Linked DNA regions of Mus musculus: regions 2 and 3 are each linked to region 1. The links are chromatin contacts, called in public HiChIP or PLAC-seq maps. All regions are on one chromosome and are shown on one strand. The core of a region is the stretch at or near the end of the contact, and the rest is flanking DNA. Distances in the headings are between cores, read along the strand shown.

The links. HiChIP or PLAC-seq counts read pairs in DNA pulled down with a chosen protein or histone mark.
Region 2: a contact with region 1 is called in an H3K4me3 HiChIP or PLAC-seq map of the SCID.adh cell line, with 24 read pairs. The contact joins two enhancer-like sites.
Region 3: a contact with region 1 is called in an H3K4me3 HiChIP or PLAC-seq map of the SCID.adh cell line, with 21 read pairs. The contact joins two enhancer-like sites. A contact is called at or near these places in 2 of 115 datasets of contacts at active chromatin or transcription factors (the SCID.adh cell line and T-cell acute lymphoblastic leukemia).

The regions. Positions count from the first base shown.
Region 1 is chr12:106,578,227-106,581,920 of GRCm38.p6, forward strand. No RefSeq gene overlaps it. Among named protein-coding and RNA genes, the nearest start is that of Gm32935, 51 kb to the left of the region's middle. Within about 2 kb of position 1,690, at least 2 of the 459 cell types and tissues checked have an H3K27ac peak or open chromatin away from gene starts, as enhancers often do. A contact at or near this core is called in the SCID.adh cell line, where this site is marked.
Region 2 is chr12:106,840,238-106,844,142 of GRCm38.p6, forward strand. No RefSeq gene overlaps it. Among named protein-coding and RNA genes, the nearest start is that of Gm40569, 5.3 kb to the left of the region's middle. Within about 2 kb of position 2,299, at least 16 of the 459 cell types and tissues checked have an H3K27ac peak or open chromatin away from gene starts, as enhancers often do. A contact at or near this core is called in the SCID.adh cell line, where this site is marked.
Region 3 is chr12:106,931,790-106,935,548 of GRCm38.p6, forward strand. No RefSeq gene overlaps it. Among named protein-coding and RNA genes, the nearest start is that of Gm16087, 22 kb to the right of the region's middle. Within about 2 kb of position 1,277, at least 2 of the 459 cell types and tissues checked have an H3K27ac peak or open chromatin away from gene starts, as enhancers often do. A contact at or near this core is called in the SCID.adh cell line, where this site is marked.

The DNA of each region.
Region 1 (3,694 bases), core at 440-2,939:
GGCAGGTGGTCCAGAGCTCTGGAATCTCTAACATTTTGGGATCTGCAAGGCAACTTCAACTTTACAGCTTCTTGTTCCAATGTCTGGGACCCACACATGATTTCCCAGGATCCTCCAAAGGGCTTGGGTCACTTTTTTATCTCTGCCCTCCGTAACACACTAAGTTCTGGTTGACTCCACTCCACCGCTGCTAATACTCTTGGTAGTAGTCCCATGGGGTCTTCTGCTGAAACTAGGTTTCACTTCCACTGATAGCCTTTTATAGGCTTTATTTCATGGTGCCAACTCTCAACTCCTTTGCTTCAGTCCTGGGCCTTCAACTGGCATTGAGACTTCACCCTCACCAGTGGCCTTTCTTGGGCTCTCATAATGCCAAGCCTCAGCTGTTTTCTGATTCCTTCATCCCTTTAAAACCAGTCCACTTGAATGACTCTTACCAATCCTAGCTGCCAGGATGAGGTGCAACCTTGCTTTCCTCTGGAGTACAGCTTCTTTGTGCTCTCAGAAAACACTTTCCAGAAGATTTCACCCCAGTGATGCTGGTCTCTTTTCAATCACAGTGAATTTCTTAGCTCCAGCTAACCAGCACCAATTATCCCAGTAATTCCTTCTATTCTTGACTTTAAAGCGAGATCCATCTGGCTGAAGCTACCAAGTTATGTTGCTTGCAGGGGCTGGAACATGGCCCCGTTGTTCTAGTTACATCTCTCCCATTTTTCTGTTTTCAATGATTTCCCTTATTGCTTGACTACCCTGGAACTTGTGCTGTAGGTTGACTTTGAACTCAGAGATCTGCATACCTCTGTCTCCTGAGTGCCAGGATTAAAGTTGAGTATCACCACACCCGAACATGTGCTTTTCCTTACCTGGATCTTGCTCTAAATCAGGCTGGCCTTGAACTCAGAGATCTGCTTGCCTCTGTCTCTGGGGATTAAAGGCGTGTACCACCATGGCTGGATATTTACTTCCTTTTCACAGGATCTTTTTAAGTTTTAGATTGTAGTTCATTCCAGATATAGTCAAATTAACAACCACGGGTAGCCATCACAATTCCCTCCCTTGTCAATTTGACGTACAATCATATATCCTTGTGTCCAAATGAAAACAGCAACCAGGGCAAAACAATGCCTAACACGATGCAAGTATCCCCTGTTCAATCACAGAGGTAAGAAACTTAACTGTCTGGGATCTTGCCCCAAGGTCCCCAAGGTCACCACTCCCTTAATTCATTTAATAGTCTTGAACACAGAATTCAGCTCCATTCCACTTCCTGGTGCTCCTTTAATGCTTGAGCCGTATATTTTGTAGTTTTCCTTACTAAGCTTGCTAGACGTTATCAAAACAGTCTTATGAGAGTGAACAACAGGACAAGGTCTGAGTTAGACTTTTGTTTTTGAGATTTCCTTTGTTAATATAATTAATTTAAATCATTTAAATCTCTCTCTCTCTCTCCTTTTTTTTTTTTTTTTTTTTTTTTTTGACTCAGGCAAGCTCCAAGGCCAAGAAGCAGCAACATTTTTCACCAAAATATCACAAGAACAATCTCCAGGCAACAAGCTAAAATACTTCTCCTCTGAAATCTCTTGAGCCAGGTCCCCACAGTTCAAATCACCCTCGGTACAATTGTCTTCCATGTTCCTACACGTATGACCTATTAATTTCAACTTAAAGCATTCCACTGCTGTACTAATCCGAAGTTCCAAAATCCACATTCCTCCAAACAAAATCATGGTCAGGTCTATCACAGCAATACGAACTTCTGTTTTAGTTAGGGTTTCATCGACGCGAAGAGACACCATGATAAAGGCTACACTTAGAAAGGCAAACATTTAATTGGAACTGACTTACAGTTTCAGAAGTTTAGTTCATTATCATTATAGTGGGAAGCATGGCAGCACGCAGGCAGATATAGTGCTGGAGAAGGAGCTGAGAGTTCTACATCTGGATCTGAAGGCAACCAGAAGGAGACTGTCTTCCACAGGCAGCCAGCAGGCAGCTATTCCCACAAATAGGGGCTGATTAAACACTAGGAAACCTGAAGCCCTCCCCCACAGTGACACACTTCCTTCCACAAGGCCACACCTACTCCAATAAGGTCGCAACTCCTAATAATACCACTCCCTATGGGAGCCAAACCTATTCAACCCACCAATCATTAACTTCAGGGATTAGATGCTGCCATCATCCTGCTGGAAGGTCCTCTTGGCATTTGTAAAATATTTTTACAGCAAATGTTTCTGAGAAGATCGAAGGACTCATTCTATAGATGGGAAGTGAGCTAAAAGGTCAGTAAGATGGTCCAGGCCACTCAGCCAGTCCAATCTACATCTCTCCATCCTCCTGCTTATTTTTTATATTATTTATCATGAGTATGTCTCCGTGTGTGCTTGAGGGTCCGTGTGTTCACAGTGCATGTGTGGAGATGTGAGGATAAGTGGTTGGAGTTCGTTGTCTCCTTCTACCATGGGTCCAGAGGTCAAGGTCTTCATGCTTGTGTAGCCAGCATCTTTGAGCCATCTCACAGTCTCAGCCTACCTCGAATTATGGTATTTATTTTTTACTTAACCATCTCACCTTCCTGTTTGAAATTATAAGTTATAGTAAGGAGGAAATTCTGAGTAGATACGGTGTTGAAAAAAAAATCAGGAAGTAATCCATCAGTAGAATCTTCATAACTCTTCATAACATGAAAACACACATAAACTAAAGGCAAGATAACTTTCTTTCACACACACACACACACACACACACACACACACACACACACACACACAGCACACAATACAGACATAATTTCATAATTTTAACCCAATCTTTTTGGGTTTTGTTTCTTGTTATTCCAGAGAATGATTCCAGAAGGTGAAGAGCCTGGTTTAAGCTTCCTGGTCCCTTTTTCCTTCCTGGTCCCTTTTTTTTCCTGCTCACTTTCTTTTACTTCCTTGACCATGCTATAAATGTCAATAACTATTTCTCTGTGACAGGTCACACACAGTATCTGGTGATTTGAAGGTGAAGTAAACGCAGCTTAATTCCTGGAGGAATTTGAGGAACTTGAAGACTTGAGACAAGAAGTCTGAAACTTGGCGCTGATGCGATCAGCACCCATGATCCTCTAGTGTTATTCCACATACATACCAAGAGTAAAGAACCCCTCCTAAGAAAGCATGGGTCCCTCACAGAATCAACACCTAGAATGGCTGTAGAAAAAGATACCCAAACGGCATCACAGACAAGATGTATTGACACAACCAGTAAGGCTGCCCTAGAGACTACCTGAGAGCCATCAACCACTGAGGATGGGAGACAGGATATTAGCCAGATGCTTCAGGAAGGGGGCTTGGCTTGTTCAGTGACTCTGGGTAGGCATACACTGGCTTCCTGATGAAATACACAGAGTAATGGGATATATTGCACCAGATGTTCCCAGAGTTCTCTGTGTGCACCATGTCTTCCCAGATGACCCATTGAGCAGATTTCGTCTGTCTGAGGTCATCACTGCTGCTCTTTTGGCCCCACACCCTTCCCATAATCCTTTTATTTGTTGCCATAATTCCTTCAGTTATCTATAGCTTCCTGGGCCCTGACTTCCTTCTTCCCCCTGTTTTAATTACCTCAGAGCTATCATAAGGGCCGTGGTCTGGGAGTGGGCATGGAGGAGTCCGTCATGGATAGACTCTGGCTATTTACACATCCA
Region 2 (3,905 bases), core at 1,049-3,548, 260 kb after region 1:
GTGAGAGACAGGGAGACACAGAAAGAGACTGAAAGCAGAAATGGGAAGGACCCAGCGGGGATGAGGAGGGGACAAGAGAGCAGCTTCAACAGGGTAAATATCCCCAAAGTACATTAAGCACAGACTGAGCATCTCGCCAGGCAGCCTGTGACCACGTGTCATTAGTATATGCTAATAAAAACACACTGACAAAAAGAAGGCCAGTTTAGCAATGCAGAGGGAAGAAAGATTTAGGAGATGGGTGTTTGACAACTTTGAGAGCAGGAACCGACCCAGACACAACAGCGCGTGCGTCCTGGCTGGAGCCCGGGTTGGCTGTGCTCTCAATCTCTCACCAAAAGATACTAACTCATTAAAAGGAAAAGAGAGAAACTTCACAGCAATGAAGAGCCTGGCGGATGCCACCTTCCCCAGGTGATCAAAGTAGACCCAGACAGGCTTGGAACTAATTGCCGTCACACGCCTCGGTGCACCAGGAGGGCTCCAGTCTCCTCTCTGGGGTCCCCCTGAAAAGCTCAGCTTGGATCTTATTCTTAGGAGACAGCAGGCACTCTCACATTGCACGGAGCAACTGGCCGGAAGTCTTTATCAAAGTAAAATTCACGAAAGGCAGGAGGACTCTGTGGAAGACCCAGGGCAGCTAAACTAAGGAAGGAGACTGTGAACTTGAGCCCAGGCCAGAGCCACAGTGTTCACTCTAAGTCATTGACCAGTGCACTGGGGTCATCTATTGTACTGTCTTCCATCATTTTTCACTGTGTGGTGTTGAAAGCAAAGTCTTAGGCAACACACATTCACTGAGGTATTTGGGATTACAAAGGGACTCGGAGATGTGTCTGAGTCTCTGTACAGGTCCATCTGTCTCTCTATCCACCGATCATGTAGCTACCCAGGAATGCTTGGAGCAGAGATACTGCACATGGTTAAATAGCAGGGCTGGAAGGATTCTACCAGCTATTCTGTCAGTTTGAATGCTTTGAAATAATCTAATGGAGGGAAGAATAGAAGGAAGAATGAAACCAGTAAATAAGGGAAGAAGGGAGCAAGAAAGGAAGGGAAGAAAGGAAGAAGGGCGGAGGGTGGGGAGGAGGGAGGAAGGGAAGGAGAGAAGGCTAGAAATGAAGCCAAATGCTGGAGCTTCTTGTACAAGGCACCTGAACTGAACCTGGTACCAAGCACATCACAGTCAGCATGGACTTCGAGACAGTGACCTGCTTTTGCCTCTCTGTGCTCAGCAGGGCAGAGTGGGTCTGAGAGTGGCATTGAGCTGCAAGTCAAGAGCCGAGGCCTCTGCCCCATGCTTACTGCCTGAGAATCTAGAGGAGCAAGTCGAGCCCCCAAGCATGTCAGGGTTTTGTGCTTCCCGGATCCATCTGCAGACATGCTTGGATGTTGTCGTGGCATGCGGCTTGTGACATGGAGTCATTGGCTTCTTTTGGGTTCGGGATGACTGAAGGTGTTGGGACAATTCTTTATGCCTTAGATGGCCCCCCCTGAGCTACTCTGAGAAGAGCAGGCAGCAGGACTTTATGTTGTAGTTTGAAGTGCTTCTGAGCCTTAGTGTCTCTGCATCTGTGCAGTGGGTATATAGATCGTGCGCTGCACTGGTATTGAATTGCTCACTGAGTAACATTTGAACTACCACTCACTGCTGTGGAAGTAGTCTCTGGGTGGGGGAGGGTCACAGATAATGCACTGAGGTTGCCTTGGAGCAGGATCCGCAGGGGGAAAGCAATGTCCCCTAGATCTGCTAGGGGACATTGCAAGCAAACAGAATGCACCCCATCTGTCTGCACAGTTGAGGGTTTTTGAGATGGTGACACGTGTAAATACTGCAGAGATCATGCACTTGGCAGGGTGGCTTCCTCTTAGTGAGGCCCGCCCTCTTCTCAACCCCCAGTGTGAGAGGTGACTGTCCTTGCTCTATTGGCTGGTGGATGTTGGAACAATTCCATCTTTGTCCTGGTCTTACCTAAGCATCAGATCAGATTCTATTGAGGTGACAGCCCGCCCTCTCCCATCTGCCAGCTGAGAACATGTCATGCTAAACTGCTGATTTTGCCCTGGGAAGAAAGGCGCCTCCCCAGCCTGCATGTTCCAGGTGGGGTCTGAGAGGCGCCTGGCTAATGGGCGAGGGGTGTCGGAGCAGGTGAGCCGTGGGATCCGAGCACACACCTTTTGTCTCTTGAGAGGTCAGACAGCCTTGCGGCCCTAATTAAAAGCTTATATCACAGATCCATCTGCCTAGCTTCACTGGGGCTCTTCCCCTGAATATGTTCTTCTTTGTCACCCTTGTCTCCCACCCCCGCCTGAACATGCAGCCCTGTCTAAAGGTCACTGTTACAGGGCGTGAGACGAGGGAGGCCTCTGAAGGGTGGGGCGGGGGAGGGGGGGTGATCCTCCATGGTGAGAGCAGACAACTTGGCCAGTAGGAGCAGAAGCTAAAAAACCAGCATAGCCTTCATAAGGAAATGCAGGCTTCCGCCTACAGCATGGGTATGTGGACACAGTTGTGTGGAAGCCTTGCAGGCGAAAGGCTGTCATCAAACCAGAACATGGTATTAACAGGCATTTTTATATGAAAAGGTATGAGCTAGAAGTGTATAGTTTAGTTCTTTTATTTATGTAATAGAAGGGAGAAAGGGTAACTGGCCCATGCTACCAATAAAGTAAAGTCACACTAGTGATCCACTTTAAGAAACAAGCTGGCAGAATTTGATGATGGGAAAACTATATTCTTCCTCATAGCCCCCCCCCCCCCCTTTAAGGTTTAAATGTGTAACTCGGATGTGGTTTGGCTTAGGCGGTAGGAGGGCATTTTTCTGCTGCATCTAGGTAATGCCTGAGAGGTCCAGCCTAAGAGTTTGACAGAAGAGAGATTTCCAGCAATCCTCCGCAGATCTTTTGTATACACACATACACACAGATAATACGCATGTGCCTGCGCACGGTTATACATGCATATCAACTCACATATAACAGGAAACAGAAAGATGGTCAAACAAATTATCAAAGAGGGTTCCCAGGGAAAGAATGTCTTTCTCTGAAGAAACTAAATTGACTGGGCTTTGTCACAATTTGTCCCAACTACTGAGCCTTTTCTGTTTTATCTGTAACCTGGAATATATTTTATTTTTCCTCATATGAAGGCAAATGTCATCAATCCACTAAGCTGGCAACAAGTCAGAAAGCATAAAATAACTGAAGTTGGCTTTGAAGAAAAGAGAAATTTGGATTATCAGGGTCCAATTGAAGAAACCGGCAGGTGGAGGGATACAAAGTAGCAACAGCATAGGGTGATGAGATACAAAGTAGCAAGTGTATAGGGTGATGAGGTGCAGAGACAAAGTCTATGATGGATCAGCAAGACTGCAACCTGTTTAGATGGAGATGGTGGATGTTTGTGAGCAGACAGCGGGCATGGTGGTCTGGTCTACTATGTGGCCATTTCATTGCATCTAGGGCAGGGGATGACTCTGGCTAAAAACAATGGCTGCCCACACACGAGGGCCTGAACCGGAATCACTGGCATCCTCTTCACAAGCCGGGGGTGTTGAAAGCAGTGACAGAACAGCACAAGTCGCGTCTTCTGGCCCCATGCGAGTGTGTGTGCACACTTGCACACACACACACACACACACACACACACACACACACACACACACAGGCAGATTCTGCCTCTCCCCCTCATACATACAATTTAATTTGTAAGTGAAATAACTTCAGATACAGAAGAGCAGCCTCCCATCTTTTAGATTCATTTCTCTTGCATCTCTGTCTCACATGCACCTTCCCATCTTCCCTCTTTTCCTCTCTTTGCCCTCTGTGTTTCTATTTTTCTCCTCCTCCCCCACCTTTCCCTCTCTTCCCCTCCCTCCTCCTTGTCTGTTACTCTAGAGAATCTC
Region 3 (3,759 bases), core at 27-2,526, 350 kb after region 1:
TGCTCAGCTGTGTGGGACCCAGTCCTGTCACACACAGGCAGGACTGGAGTGTCTCAGGGAAGGTCTTGGCAAGGGTACTGGGTCCAGGGTCTGGGGCTCTCTGCATCTCTTCATCCAAGCTGATGGCTACCAGAAGCCCCATCCCACCTCTAGTCCCTGGGGTCAGCCTGATGCTAAAATCTTGGGGGGGGAGCGTTCCCCATTCTCTACCTTCCTGCTTTCCTACCCTCCCCATCCACTCCTACTGACCTCCATCCCCAACCCACAGAATGGTTAGGAACTCAAAGCATTGCACTGGAGGAGTGAGGCCTGACAGAGACAAACGTGAGGAAGAAGAGGAGGCTGTGTGATAGGAGATGGTGACCTCTCCCAGGGGTCTCATCTGCAAGGCTTTGACCATGGACATGCCATGTAACTAAGGACAAACCCATGGATCCTTCTGATGTAGAAGGGGCCATGCCATGGACTACAACCCCCAGAAAGACACCTCATCAAGCCACTGAAAATGAGATGGATTCTTTCAGTCTGCAGAAGTCATTTTTGAAACCCATGCAATGGCTTTCAGGAGAAAAACGGAACAAGACTGTGATCCCTATACCTCAGCTTCCCCACTATTTGCTGAGAGATATAGTGTTCCAGCCTGCCCCACAAACCTAACATCCATGCTACCTAGGGACTTCCCCATCCTTAGGCAAGTCTCTAGGCAAGATCCAGTAACCTTGCCTAGTCCCTGGGAACCACTGTCACCCAGAAGCCCAGCCAGCAGTTAGTTTGCTTTTCTATGTCTATGTGTATTTTTTTTACACTTGGGTTTTACTTTTCAATAGAAAACTGTCTGATCCATTTGGAGCTGCTGTCCAGGAACTTCCGATAACTTTCTGGCAGCTCAGAGAGGTGCTGCTCAGTTACCTGTGTTGAGGGTATAGAAGGGAGGGCTGAAAGTGTAGGAGGGAGGGTTGAAGGTGTAGGAGGGAGGGTTGAGGGTGTAGGCGGGAGGGTTACAGAATTCTTATCAGTGGGAGGGAGAATTAATTTCCATTGTTGAAAACTTGAAAATGCCAAACAGATACAAAGATGCAAACCATCTATTACTATGTAACACAGGGACGAAACTCTCAAGATCTGGCTTACCTTGCCATTCAAATACGATTTTAGATGTTTCAGATTCATCAGGACCAGGAAATGCTCTGACCCACTGACCCACTGTCAATAACGGATGCTTTCAGTCTGCCGAGGTCATCTTGGCACTGTGTGAGAACTCTCCTTTCCCTCTGCTCTTCGGGAACAGGGGCTTCTTATTTAGGGTAAACATTGGTTGATTTGGGGGGAAATAGGTGCTGAGAAGAGGAGCCAGAGCCTTGTACAAGCCAGGTGTGCAGTGACTTCACTGATCTTTATCCCAGGCCTCTGCGACCTTTGACTTTAAGCTCTGGTAGTCATTCTTCCTCTCTCTTTTTCACACATCCACGCACATGTGCTCTTGCGCACGCGCATGTGTGTGTGTGTGTGTGTGTGTGTGTGTGTGTGTGTGTGTGTGTGTGTGTGTGTAAGTGTGCAGTGCACCATAACATACTTGTGGTAGTTAGAAAATGACTTGCAGAAGAAATCCATTCCCATCTTTTGGGCTATGGATTCTCATCATGGTCATCAGATTCGGTGACCAGCACATCTACCTGCTGAGCCATCTCACATCTCACTGGCTCTCTTTCACTCTTTCATTTTATGAGAGAGAGAGAAAGTGGGGGGGGGGAGGCTGAGAGAGGGCAAGGGAGGGAGAGAGAACAAAACAAAACAAAACAAAAAAGTAAAAACAGGATTCCATGGTTACTTTTAGAAGCTCTAAAATGATTTCAATCGCAGTCACAGTTTGGATCAAAACCAGCACACGTTCACCTCTTTTTGGTTTGTTTTGGTTTTGGTTTTGGTTTTGGTTTTTTGATTTTTTTTGTTTTTGTTTTTGTTTTTTTGTTTTGTTTTGTTTTGTTTTTTGGTTTTTTGGTTTTTTTTTTTTTGAGACAGGATTTCTCTGTGTAGCTCTGGCTGTCCTGGAACTCACTCTGTAGACCAGGCTGGCCTTGAACTCAGAAATCTGCCTGCCTCTACCTCCCAAGTGCTGGTATTAAAGGCATGCGCCACCACGCCCAGTGTACATTCACCTTTTACATTCTCAGTTTGGAATACTTCCTGTGTTAAAAGCTAGGTTCTCCCTTTTGTACAAGCCATGTCAGGCTCACGGAGTCAAAGGGGGTAGCAGCACAGAGTCTCTCTCTGAGGCCACCCCTCGCAGGGAAGCTCAGGGTTTCAGGGCTGCAGAGAGTTTCTCTCCAAGGCTGCCCTCACAGCTCTGCTGGCTGTCACTTGTGGCTCCCTGTCAACTTTTGCCTATGGTCTCTGTTTATCTATCTCAGACAAATGGAAATCCATGTGTAATGGACTGATCTTCATTCCAACTGTAAGGAATCGTATATTTTTAATATACTCCAATTTTCCATTGGTTGATATTTACTGTACACAGTGCTGGCTTTCATAAAGTCAACCTTCAAGGCTAGCCCACGCTTTGACAACATTCTCTCCTCAGAGCCTCCTCCCTTTATTCCATTTCCCAACCCCCAAACTCCCTTTCTGTTTTTATGTCATGACCCATATTACATACAGTCATAGAGCATTCTGGTGCTTGTTAGGCATATTGAGTACATCTCGAGCAGCCTACACTAACACGTGGTGAGACATTTTCAACTGGTCATACCCAAGGGAGAAGAGAATGTGTTTCCTTCCCTTCTTTGCATCTGTAGAAGTTTGGAGGAGGGGTTGCTGGCAGGTAAGGAGTATACAGAGGAGACATTCGTGCCTTTTAGCCAAGGTAGACTAAGAAAAGGCACCACGTGGTTGAGTATCCACTTTGCCAGTGGGTGGATCTGCCCGCCTCTGGAGAGATTCTTACTGGCTCTCTATTTTTTTTTTTTAATTTTTAAGGAGTATCGCCCTTGAGCCAGACCCCTTGCTTACACACGGTAAGGTCAGACGATACACCAGACCTGCCTGGAGATCTCTGGAGAGTGTCTCAGATGGACGATGAGTAGGAAGCAGATAAGAGAAAGCCACAGCTAGACCCGGCCTTTGGTTGTCACTCCCTTGCTGAGTGGCCTTGAGCCATGTCCCAACTCTCCCTGCTCCCCATTCCTCAGCTACTATGTGACTAGGAGGCTGTGAGGAGCCATGCTAGGCTAGTAGGACACTCTACTGACTGGCTGCATACTTTAGGCTCCTCCTGGAGAGTGGATGTAGAAAAAAAAATGAGGTTGTTGGCATTTTCTCCACTCAACGCTAGAACTAGATTCTAATCCTGAACTTTTCCCTGGGTTCTCTCATACGTGTTTGCTGAAGTGCCAATTTTCCTAATCTGGTGATATCGTCATCACGTCTACCAAGAGGTTGCCTACTTAATATGGTTTCCCTAACCCAGCAACCTGATATCTTTCTAGGTGAATGAAGCACTGTAATGTAAAAAGATCATCTGCCCATATTATAACAGGTAGCAGGTAAATGAGCTAGAAGTAAGGTACTAGACAATCAAACGCCAACACCTGTATTGTATACACTGCTCCAGGCCAGCGCCTACGCTGTCTCTGTACTGCACTATAGCACATAGCAAGGAAATGAGCCAGGATAAGGTCCCAGCCAGCTGAAGGCCAACAGCCATGCTGTGGACACCGCTCCAGGCTGGCCTCCACCCTGTGTCTCTTCAGATTAGCAAGAGGA